Linked DNA regions of Athene noctua: region 2 is linked to region 1. Evidence: chromatin contacts called from public Hi-C data. All regions are on one chromosome and are shown on one strand. The core of a region is the stretch at or near the end of the contact, and the rest is flanking DNA. Distances in the headings are between cores, read along the strand shown.

What was found. A called contact is a pair of places that touch in the nucleus more often than the background predicts.
Region 2: a Hi-C map of heart shows a contact between it and region 1, with 2.8 times the contacts expected there. The contact joins the promoter of PDS5A here to the promoter of UBE2K in region 1. A contact is called at or near these places in 2 of 2 Hi-C or Micro-C datasets (heart and liver).

Annotation. Positions count from the first base shown.
Region 1 is chr4:26,396,738-26,401,321 of bAthNoc1.hap1.1, forward strand. It overlaps UBE2K (ubiquitin conjugating enzyme E2 K), which reads left to right and starts at 2,513. Exons shown (of 5, transcript XM_074904683.1): 1 at 2,513-2,668. The coding sequence starts at 2,606.
Region 2 is chr4:26,537,363-26,541,946 of bAthNoc1.hap1.1, forward strand. It overlaps PDS5A (PDS5 cohesin associated factor A), which reads right to left and starts at 2,558. Exons shown (of 33, transcript XM_074904687.1): 1 at 2,368-2,558; 2 at 1,374-1,544. The coding sequence starts at 2,394. LOC141959615 (a long non-coding RNA gene) reads left to right here and starts at 2,639. Exons shown (of 7, transcript XR_012633478.1): 1 at 2,639-2,774.

The DNA.
Region 1 (4,584 bases), core at 1,263-3,762:
CCACACGAAGAGACTGTGTTCTCGTTTTTTCTAAGCATTTTCTTATTCCACAGAAAAAAAACCAAAACCAAAACCAAAACCCCAAGCACCTATTCAAAGACTGCTAGTCTAGGGTCCTGTTCTGTACTAAACCCCTGTAGAGTCTTCTGTAAAATAGTAAACTACAGTAAAGTTTAAAACAGTATAGGAGTTATACAATGATAACCCCAGCACACTGATTACACAAGGTACTGATTTTTATGTGGTATTTTAATCCTGGCAAAACTCGCTATCACTCTATTCTACACCCCAAAAAGCCTTTCTATATCTATCTTTTACCAAAGAGAAAATTAAGACAGTATATGTTGAGTATGAAACAGCTGTGAGGTAAGTGAAAGATGCCCATTTAAGGACAAGGGAAAGGAGTGGGGTATAATAAGGAAAAGAGATACAGTAATTAATATTAATTTGATTTGCTTTGTGTAGTAACAGACTCTGACATTTGTAATCCAAATGAGCACATGAAAATGAACCTAGATACAAACCAGGCAAAATCATTGCCCTTTACTGTGGTTGTTACTGGATGTCTACTACCTATAACATACAAGCATACTCAGAGGAACACAAAGGATTCTGACACTTGATAAAGGTCATGTTTGCCACTTCATTCAGGGAAAAACCTGAATATTAAAAGCTCAGCTTCTTTCTATGAGCTGTCTGAAGAAACATGAGGCATTTAACCTGGAGATTTTATGTACTGCCTTCATAATTTTTGTCTGTAGTACTCAAAAGGAGCTCAGCACACCATAAACCTAACTTTCATCTGTGAGCTCTAAGAGGCAGAGTTATTACCCTTGTTTTACAGGTAAGAGCCTAAGGCACAGAGAAGCCAGAGCCTACCTCCTCAAAAGGAACTCAGGATGCATCAGTGGGACTTAGATGTCTAAATTATTCTGAAGATGAAGACCCAAGATCACACTAGATGTCATTAAAAAGAAATCAGGCCTAATGCAAAATAGTCCTTCTCAAAAAGGTACTGGAAAGCTCAGCTGAAAAACAGTGTGTATTGCATTAAAAACGAGTTTCAGTCTGAAGAAGACCTGATTCGATGAACAGGTGCACATGGTATAACATTCTTTCAGGAAAATGGACTTTTTCCTGTCAAATTACAGGGCAAGAGTAAACACACACAGAAAAAGGATTTACATGCATCTGTATATAGTTGCCAGATTTTTCATTGGCTGGGCCTCTTTACTGTGTATGTAATAGTCAAAATGTTGTGTATACTAATGGAGATAAATAGATAGCACTTGCAGCTGACAGCCATACCAGAAATAGACATTTGTTGAGATAATGTTGTACATTGTCCTGCACTGCACCATTAAGAGGAGGCACTATAAAATCTTTTCTGTAGACCTTAACATCTTGAAAGGCTCTAGTTCCTGAATAAACAACAGTTGTAAATGCAACCTCTGCACTCTCCCATACCATACTGCATTTTGCACACCTCAGGCTAGCAGGAATGGTAACTGGTGTTCTATTTCAGTTTTCTAGACAGAGGAATATCTCTGTTTTGTCGTGTTTGCTTCTGCAATAAAATGTAACAGTCCATTAGCCAGAACTGAAGTTCACCTTTTAAACTCTTTTAAAATCTTGTAGCAGAATCCATAAAAAGAAACAGTACCCTGTACTGCCTCCTCAGAGTTGCCTGCTCCTGGGCCTGCAAATTCCCCTGTCCTATGTGCACATCTCCAAGGGAAGGGTGAGAGTGGGAAGAGGGCAAGGAGCTGGGCCAGGAGAAAGATGTGTACGGAACTGCAGCTTTTTCCAGCGAGCATAAGGGGTAAAAAAATAGATTGGAACTGCTGTATGGGCAGGTTGAGCAGATTCTGAAGGCATGTGAAACCACCCCACCCGCTAATTTTTGCTCAAGAACCTCACCAGAAGACATGTCAGCTGCTTCTTGAGCCAGCTGTTTCCTCAGGGACACCTCAGACTTTTCCTCTGCTACCTCGGGCCCCCCCCGGCCCAGCCCTCCCCAGAGCACTCCTTCACACCCTTTTCCGGCCCCGCGCCTCAGGGCTCCCCTCTGCTGCGCGCTGCGGACACAAGGCCGGGCCGGGGAGGCTCGGAGGGCAGCGCTGCCCGCGGCGGGAGCCATGACAACACAACCGCCTTAACTCTGCCCCGGGGCCCGCCAGCGGCGGGGTGTGGCGGCCGGGTTCTGCAGGCAGACGTCTGTCCCCACGCTGTCGCCGGGAACCCGCCCGGCCCATGACAGGGTGAGCGGCGGCCGGCCGGCAGACAGGCGTCTCCCGGGGCGAAACCCCCGCGCCTCCTGAGGAGACGGCGGCATCCTTCCCTCGGGGCAGCGGAGAGGTGGAGGCCGAGAGCACCTGCTGCCGCCGTCCAGCCCTCGACCCCCACCGTCGGGGAGCCCCGGTGCCCGCTCCGCTCGGCGCACACGGCGGCCCCTCCTGAGCGGCGGCGGCAAAGCCGGCTGCCCTACCGCGCATGCTCGGCGCGGGCGCCATTTTGGTGGGGCCGGGAGTTATCCAGCGAGAGCGGCGGCGGAGCTCGCTGGGCCCGGCTCGGAGGCAGCGGCGGGTGGGTGCTCGCTGCGGAGATGGCTAACATCGCGGTGCAGAGGATCAAGCGGGAGTTCAAGGAGGTGCTGAAGAGCGAGGAGGTCAGAGCCTCTCCCCCGCGTGCCGCCGCCACCCTTCCCCGTGTGTGTGTGTGTGTGTGTCTCTCTGTGAGTGTGGGCAGCGGGGGAAGGAGCGGGCGCCCCGCCGGCCTGCGCGGGGGCCCCGCTTCCCCCTCGGCCCCACCTCCCCGCGCTGGGGGTGGGCCCGTCCCACGGCCTCGGGGAGGGGAATGGCGATTCCCGGGGAGACGGGACCCGCCGGCCGCCGGGGGAGGGGAGGAGGGGGCCGCGGAGCCCCTCCCCCAGCGGGCAGTGGGAGCCGCCGGCGGCCCAGCGGGGGATGGGGGATGGGGGAGTGGGGCAGGCGGGCCGGGCCCAGGAAGTGGCGGCGGCGGCGGGCACGGCCCGAGGAGGCCGGCAGGCTGGCCGGCCCGCGGCGAGGGTCCCCGCGGCGGGCGGCCGATGCCCGGGAGCGCGCGCTACCAGGCCGGCGGCTGCGGGGCGGGGCCTGCCCTACCCTGCCCGGCGCGGGGCGCCCCCGGCTCGCGCCCTCCCGCCCCCCCCCCGTCCGCACGCGGCCGGGCCCACGCGCCTCTCTGCCGGGGAGAGGCTTGTCCGTGCGGGCCGGGGGTGATGAAGCGGATTGGGGAGGCCGGGGTGGAGGGTACGTGATCTCGCACATCCCCTTCAACTCGCCCCTCTGGCCAGCCGTGCCCGAGGCTGCAGAGTATGGCTTTAATTTATGTTTTTCGAAGGGTTGCAAGTAAATCCCTATTTATTTAGGTTACTTTAATGCAGAACTTCGTTTATCCCGCTGCAGGCTTACTCACTTTCAGGTGGATGCTTATAAAGCCTTACTCATTTCAGTCATGTTACCTCGTTACCCGAACAGTATGCTCAGAGGTATGTGGTCAAGAAGAGAGGCTGACTACTTACAGGGGGACATTAAAGTTCTGATCAGTTTGGGGAAATATATAGCAGCATTTGCATCAACACAGCTTTTCCTGTATCTGAGTTGGTGGACGTCAGCCACTTAGGTTTTAATAGTTGTGTCGTCATTGTCCTACTTGGGATGTTGTTGCAGGTTAGATGCTTGTGAAATGTTAATGTGAAAATGTAACTCTTAAAGCTCGTGTTTTAGAAATCTGGACATAATCACAGAGGAAAAATCGAGAGGATAATTTTTGGAAGATACTAATGACTTAAGGAAGACGTGTTTAGGTAGCTGTAGTTGAGGTACTTTAAGTGTGTGCTAACAGCATTGTTGCTATGCAGCTTGAACTAGCCCCTAGAAAAATGTAGGGACCTTGTATTACAGCTGCCTTTAGAGCCTGGGCTGATTTCACCAAGATATTGCACAGTGAATACAGAATTGCATGTAAACTAAGAGAAATTTCTAGGTGGATACCTTTATACCAAAGCTAGAAAATCTAGACCTTGTACCCCATATAACCAGCTGATACTATGGGAACAAAGAAGTCTTTATTTGAAAATGTTGTCTGAAGGCTTCAAGACCCTTTTCCTTTTCTTAATGTAGAAAAAAATGCCTTAATTTACATAGGTTTTGGGGGAGATTCATGCTAAATTTTCTTACTGTAAAGGTTGGATCTAGTGAGCACATTTTTCACTATTCCTGTTTGTTTAGTCTAGGCATTGAAAGGCTCAGTACAGAATGTTGGAAAAAATAGTTTTATGAAATAGCCTATAAGCTGCCTAAAGCTTCCAAGAAATCAGACCACTGTTCTTATGAAACTAAAATTATGGTATTTTAAAATTAAAATACATGAGTTTATTTCTTATTTTTCCTGCCATTAGCAAGCTACATATGGATGTTATACTGATATAGCAGTGTGTATAAAGTTGCTGTTTACAGAATATACTAACTCCCCTGTCTTGAATGCAGAATTTCAGCATTACTCAATGGTTGTGTAAGTTGCAAGCAAAAGTTTTTTTGTCAG
Region 2 (4,584 bases), core at 1,308-3,807, 140 kb after region 1:
AAATTATAGAAAAAAATAATCTGCTCTCAGCCTGGAAATTATGTCCAACACACACATGACTTCTATTATTCCTATTATCTAGAAGTGGTACAGCTCACCACTCCGAGTGTTACAACTCGGACAAAAGAAAATACTTATTTCAACAAGCACCTCAAAACTGCACCTCTCCCCATTTCAGAGACTTCAATTAAAAGTCTCCGTCCAAACAATCAAAATTCCCGAATCTACTCCTGTAATTGGCATTATTCCACTGGAGTTTTGAAAATACTAGGCTGGACTTTTCCATTCAGTAATTTTCAAAATTGTAATTGGACAACAATGCTCATTTTCAAAGAAACATGTTGAAAGCAAAGCACAGAGCCTTCACATTTATAGATTAAGAGATTTTTTGATGTACTGACTAGCCAAGACCATGATTTCTATTTTTCAACCTTTGTGGGGTCACTGTTGTGACGGGAAGCAGATCATCAGGTGAGGGAACATTTCTGATCTCCAAAAAATTATCACTACATTTCCAGCCTGGGCACAGGACCAAATCCCAGGTTATGACAATTTACTGGTCCAAAGACCACGGCTTTAACAAGCGAGCTGTGCCAATATTTGATCAATGCTCAACTTTATTCTTTATTTTCAGCATAGAGTTAAGAAATGTTTTTAATTAATGATTTAATGTTTCCAGTGGAAAAAGGGATTAAAAAAATAAAAAACAGAGATAAGCCTCACAGTCCCCCAGAATGCTGTGAAGCAAGCAGAGAAGATACTTTTCTAACAGTCCTTTTGTTTATGAAAATTTAGCAACTTTGCCAAGCACCAGTTACACAGAATAGGAAAGAAACTATATGTATTATACCAAATTGCAAAATCTGAGGCAGGTTTTACATATGAAACAATTTCAAAGTTCCATCTCCAAAAATTAATCTTTGCTGTTTCTGAACTGTTCCATCTTTTCAGTCCAGAATACCCTTAACTAGACCTACTTGCTTTCCCCACTCAACTATGCTTGCTCAAAGTGCTGGAACCAACAGAAACCTTCCACCTTTTCACCAAAAATTTTCAGTAACATCTCCTGTAATTATTACTTATGATTCCCCTTCACACCTCTCCCAAAAAACTGTGGATTTCACATACAAATTAGCAGCTTAATATATCAAATCTGGCTCAGACAGAACTCTGAGAGTACATTCACAAATTAGAAAAATTACTCCTCTTTTAAGGAAAAGCAAAGAAGTGCTATTCCCGTAAAGGTCCGCAGGCAAGGAGACATTTCAACAATGACAAGGGAACTCCAGCAGTTCTCCTTTCCAGTGATGAAACGTTTACCACCTTAAGAAGCAAAAGTTGCAGGGAAGGGGGTAGTGGTCAGGATCGCTCACCTTTAACCGTTTAACCACCTCATCGTTGGTAATTTTGTCCGTAATCTCCTTCACTCCAGGAGGATAGTAGATGATTTTTCCGTCGGCAGCAGGTTTTGGCTGGGTAGCAGGGAAGTCCATCCTGGTGCTGCTGGTTATAAACTTTCCTTCTCCACAGTCCTCTACCGGCCTCTATCGGTCAGAAAACAAAAGTTCAGCAGAATGGAAACGACTTTCTAACCCTCTTTTTCCATTTCTCACCCTCAATTCGCCGAAGGCCCCGGTCAGCACCCCGCCGGCTGCGCCCCCCGCCGCCGCCCCCGCCGCATCCCCCCGCCCCGGGCGGCGCTGGAGCGCGGCCCGGCCCGGCGCCGCCGCCGCTCCCCGCAACTCCGGCCCCTCCATTCCCCTCCGGCGCCTCCTTTCATTGCGGGGCTGCTCCAGCCCAACACTGTTAGTTCGGAGCCGACGATTTTACAATGAAATTTTGGGCTCGATCGAAGGATGCCCCGGGGCCGCGGGCTCGTTACGACCCCAGGGAGGGGCCGGGAGGTGCAATTCCCGGCCCCGGCGGGGGCTCGGAGCCGGCACACCGGCCCCGGAGCCGGGAGACGAGGCCTAAACAGTTAGGCCTCAAAACTATCAGGAGGCAGAGAAACCAACAGGAGAGGGGGAGGGAGGGAGGGAGGCAGGGAGGCGGCGGCGAGCACAAACAAAACACCCCCGCCGGCCCCCCCGCCCGGCGCCGAGCCCCCCGCCCGGCCCCCCCGCGGCGGCGGGAGCCCCCCCCGGGGAGGGGGCCAGGCCACTCTCCACTTTCTATTTGTTCCTGCAACTTCATGCCCCCTCAGCCCCTCGCCCCGCAGCCCCTCCTCGCCCCGCCGCCCCGCACCCGGCCGGGCCCACAAAGAGCCCCCCCCACCCCCCGGCTCCGCGCACACGCCCCCGCCGGCCGCGGGCGACGAGGAGGGGGGCAGCGGGGACGGAGGGAAGCGGGACCCGGAGCCGCCTTTACCTCATGCAGCTCCGGAAGGTGCAGCATTGAGTAGCCTCCGTGCCGGGTGGTCCTCGCCGCTCCGCCGCCACCCCCGCCGGCCGCTGCCCTGGCTGCTCCCGCCGCCTCCCTGCTCCGCGGTGCGGCGGCGGCTCCTGCTCGGGGAGGGGTGGGGGGAGGGGGAGGTTGCTCGGTGGCGGCAGCGGCGGCGGCGGCGGCTGGGGAGAGGGGGAGGCTCCGGCGGAGCGTGCGCCGCGGGGACACAGTGCCGCTCTCCGTCCGGCCGGGGAAGGACAGCCCGGGAGGAGGCTCCGCGCCGCCCCCCTCCCCCTGCCCGCTCGCCCGCCCTCGGGCCTGGGGCCGGGCCCGCAGCGCCGCCCAGCCAGGATCCCCCAGCCCCAGCCGCGGGGCAGGGGCGAGGCCGGCCAGTAAGTCTCCTGTCCCGCCGAGCCCCGCGCAGGGCGGCGGCGGCGGGCAGTACCGGGCACGGCCGCCGCAGCGCTGCCTCCCCCTTGGCGCCAAAACCGCCGGAGCGGCCGGGCCGTGGCCCTGAGGGCCCCTCTCCGGCCGGGCCCCGACCCCGTGGGGCTCTGCTCCTGGGCGGCGGGGGGCAGCGGCCGGCCCTGAGGCCGAGGCCTGGGCGGCGTGGGGCCGGCTGCCGGGGTTGCCGGCTGCAGGGCGGCAGCGCCGTGTGCGGGAGGGGGAGAGGCATGTTTGTGCTTCCTCACGGAGCTGGGCCGCTCATGGCCGCGCGGGCTCGTCTGCCCCGTCCCTCGGGCAGCCGATGACGGGCGTGAGGCCTGAGCGGGCGTGAGACACAAGAAAATGGGGGGAAACGGAGTGTGGGGTGGCACGGAGAGGGCTGTGGCGGGCAGGAGCAAGTAAGCCCTCCTTCGGGCAGACGGGCAGCAAGAGCAGCATCCACGCATCGATGTCCAAATTCTTCTTCCTTGTTGTTGGCAAATGAGTTTTTCAAGCATTAATTTAGTTACAGACCTTCAGGAGAAACTTGAGTACGCAGACCGAAGGAGCCCTTGCCAGCCAATGCAGGAAATCCTTCCATGCAAAATGTCTTTATAATTTAATATTCTCTCATATTTCTAAGAGACAGGGTATGTCTGGAAAGTCAGTAGCAAAGTGGGATATATATGTCTGTTTTGAATCTGCATTATGTGCCCTGCATGTCTGAAGCATGGGTGGCTACAAAGTGTTTTCCAGATGCCTGCCCTGTGCAGAGAAGGTGCGTGACAACTGAAAGATGACTACTAACTGATGAAGACTAATTTAGGGTCTTCAGCTGCCTATTCTTGGTTACCTGAACGAGCTAAAATTATCATTCTTCTCAGTTTTGAAAACCTCTTACTGAATTTTCTGTAGGACAGATCAAAGGCGGGCAACTGGGACCAGTCTGCATGGAAGGATGGGTTTCTCCACAGGGGCTGCGTGTGTGTGACAGGGGCCTTACAGGGCACAGCAGAGGCGCTGGTGTGGCCTGCCAGTCACACAGGAGAGATGCAGGAGGGCGAGGGGTGGGAAGGGAATAAGTAAGTAGGATTATGGTGAAGTATACCAAATTCCAGATGTGCAAGGTGTGGCAGGAAAACATATAAAGACTGAGGAGCTTTCGGGTACCTCTGGCGTAACAGCATATGAGTAGGAAACTGCTCTCGTACTCCTGTGTTCCTTGTCTCCCTGCACTGTTGTCTTAGGGGAGTTAAATCCTTGAATGTCCATAGCTTCTGTAAAACCAGCTCAGAAGGGTTATAGTGAAAATGACTGAGAGTTGCCAGGAACACTTAGGAGATCTCACACACTGATTTGGAAATCTAGAAGGCTGCTGCCAGACAAGGTGTTTAAATCTGGCTTTGAGTCCAGGTTTAGATAAAATGATTCTCTCCAGGCTTAAGGATGGGTGGATTGGGGCATTCACAACAGGCAGGTGACCTTAAGAGTGGGATACGTGATTCAGTTTTAACAAGGTTGTACTGATTTAATAAACAAATAAAGCCAACACCAAGCGTTTAATCTATTTCCTAATCCAAACTTCAGTGGCCATTTAGATTTGCCTTAGAGCTGAAGTACTCAGACTAGCTATCAGCTCTTACTTGTTGTCAATAAAATAATATGTACTGTCAGAAGTATTGTACCTTTAACAAATCTGGTTTTTCTATCCTTACATTTATTATATTAGGTACTTTGTTTCCCAAATCAAATGACTAATATAAACAATGAGTTTGG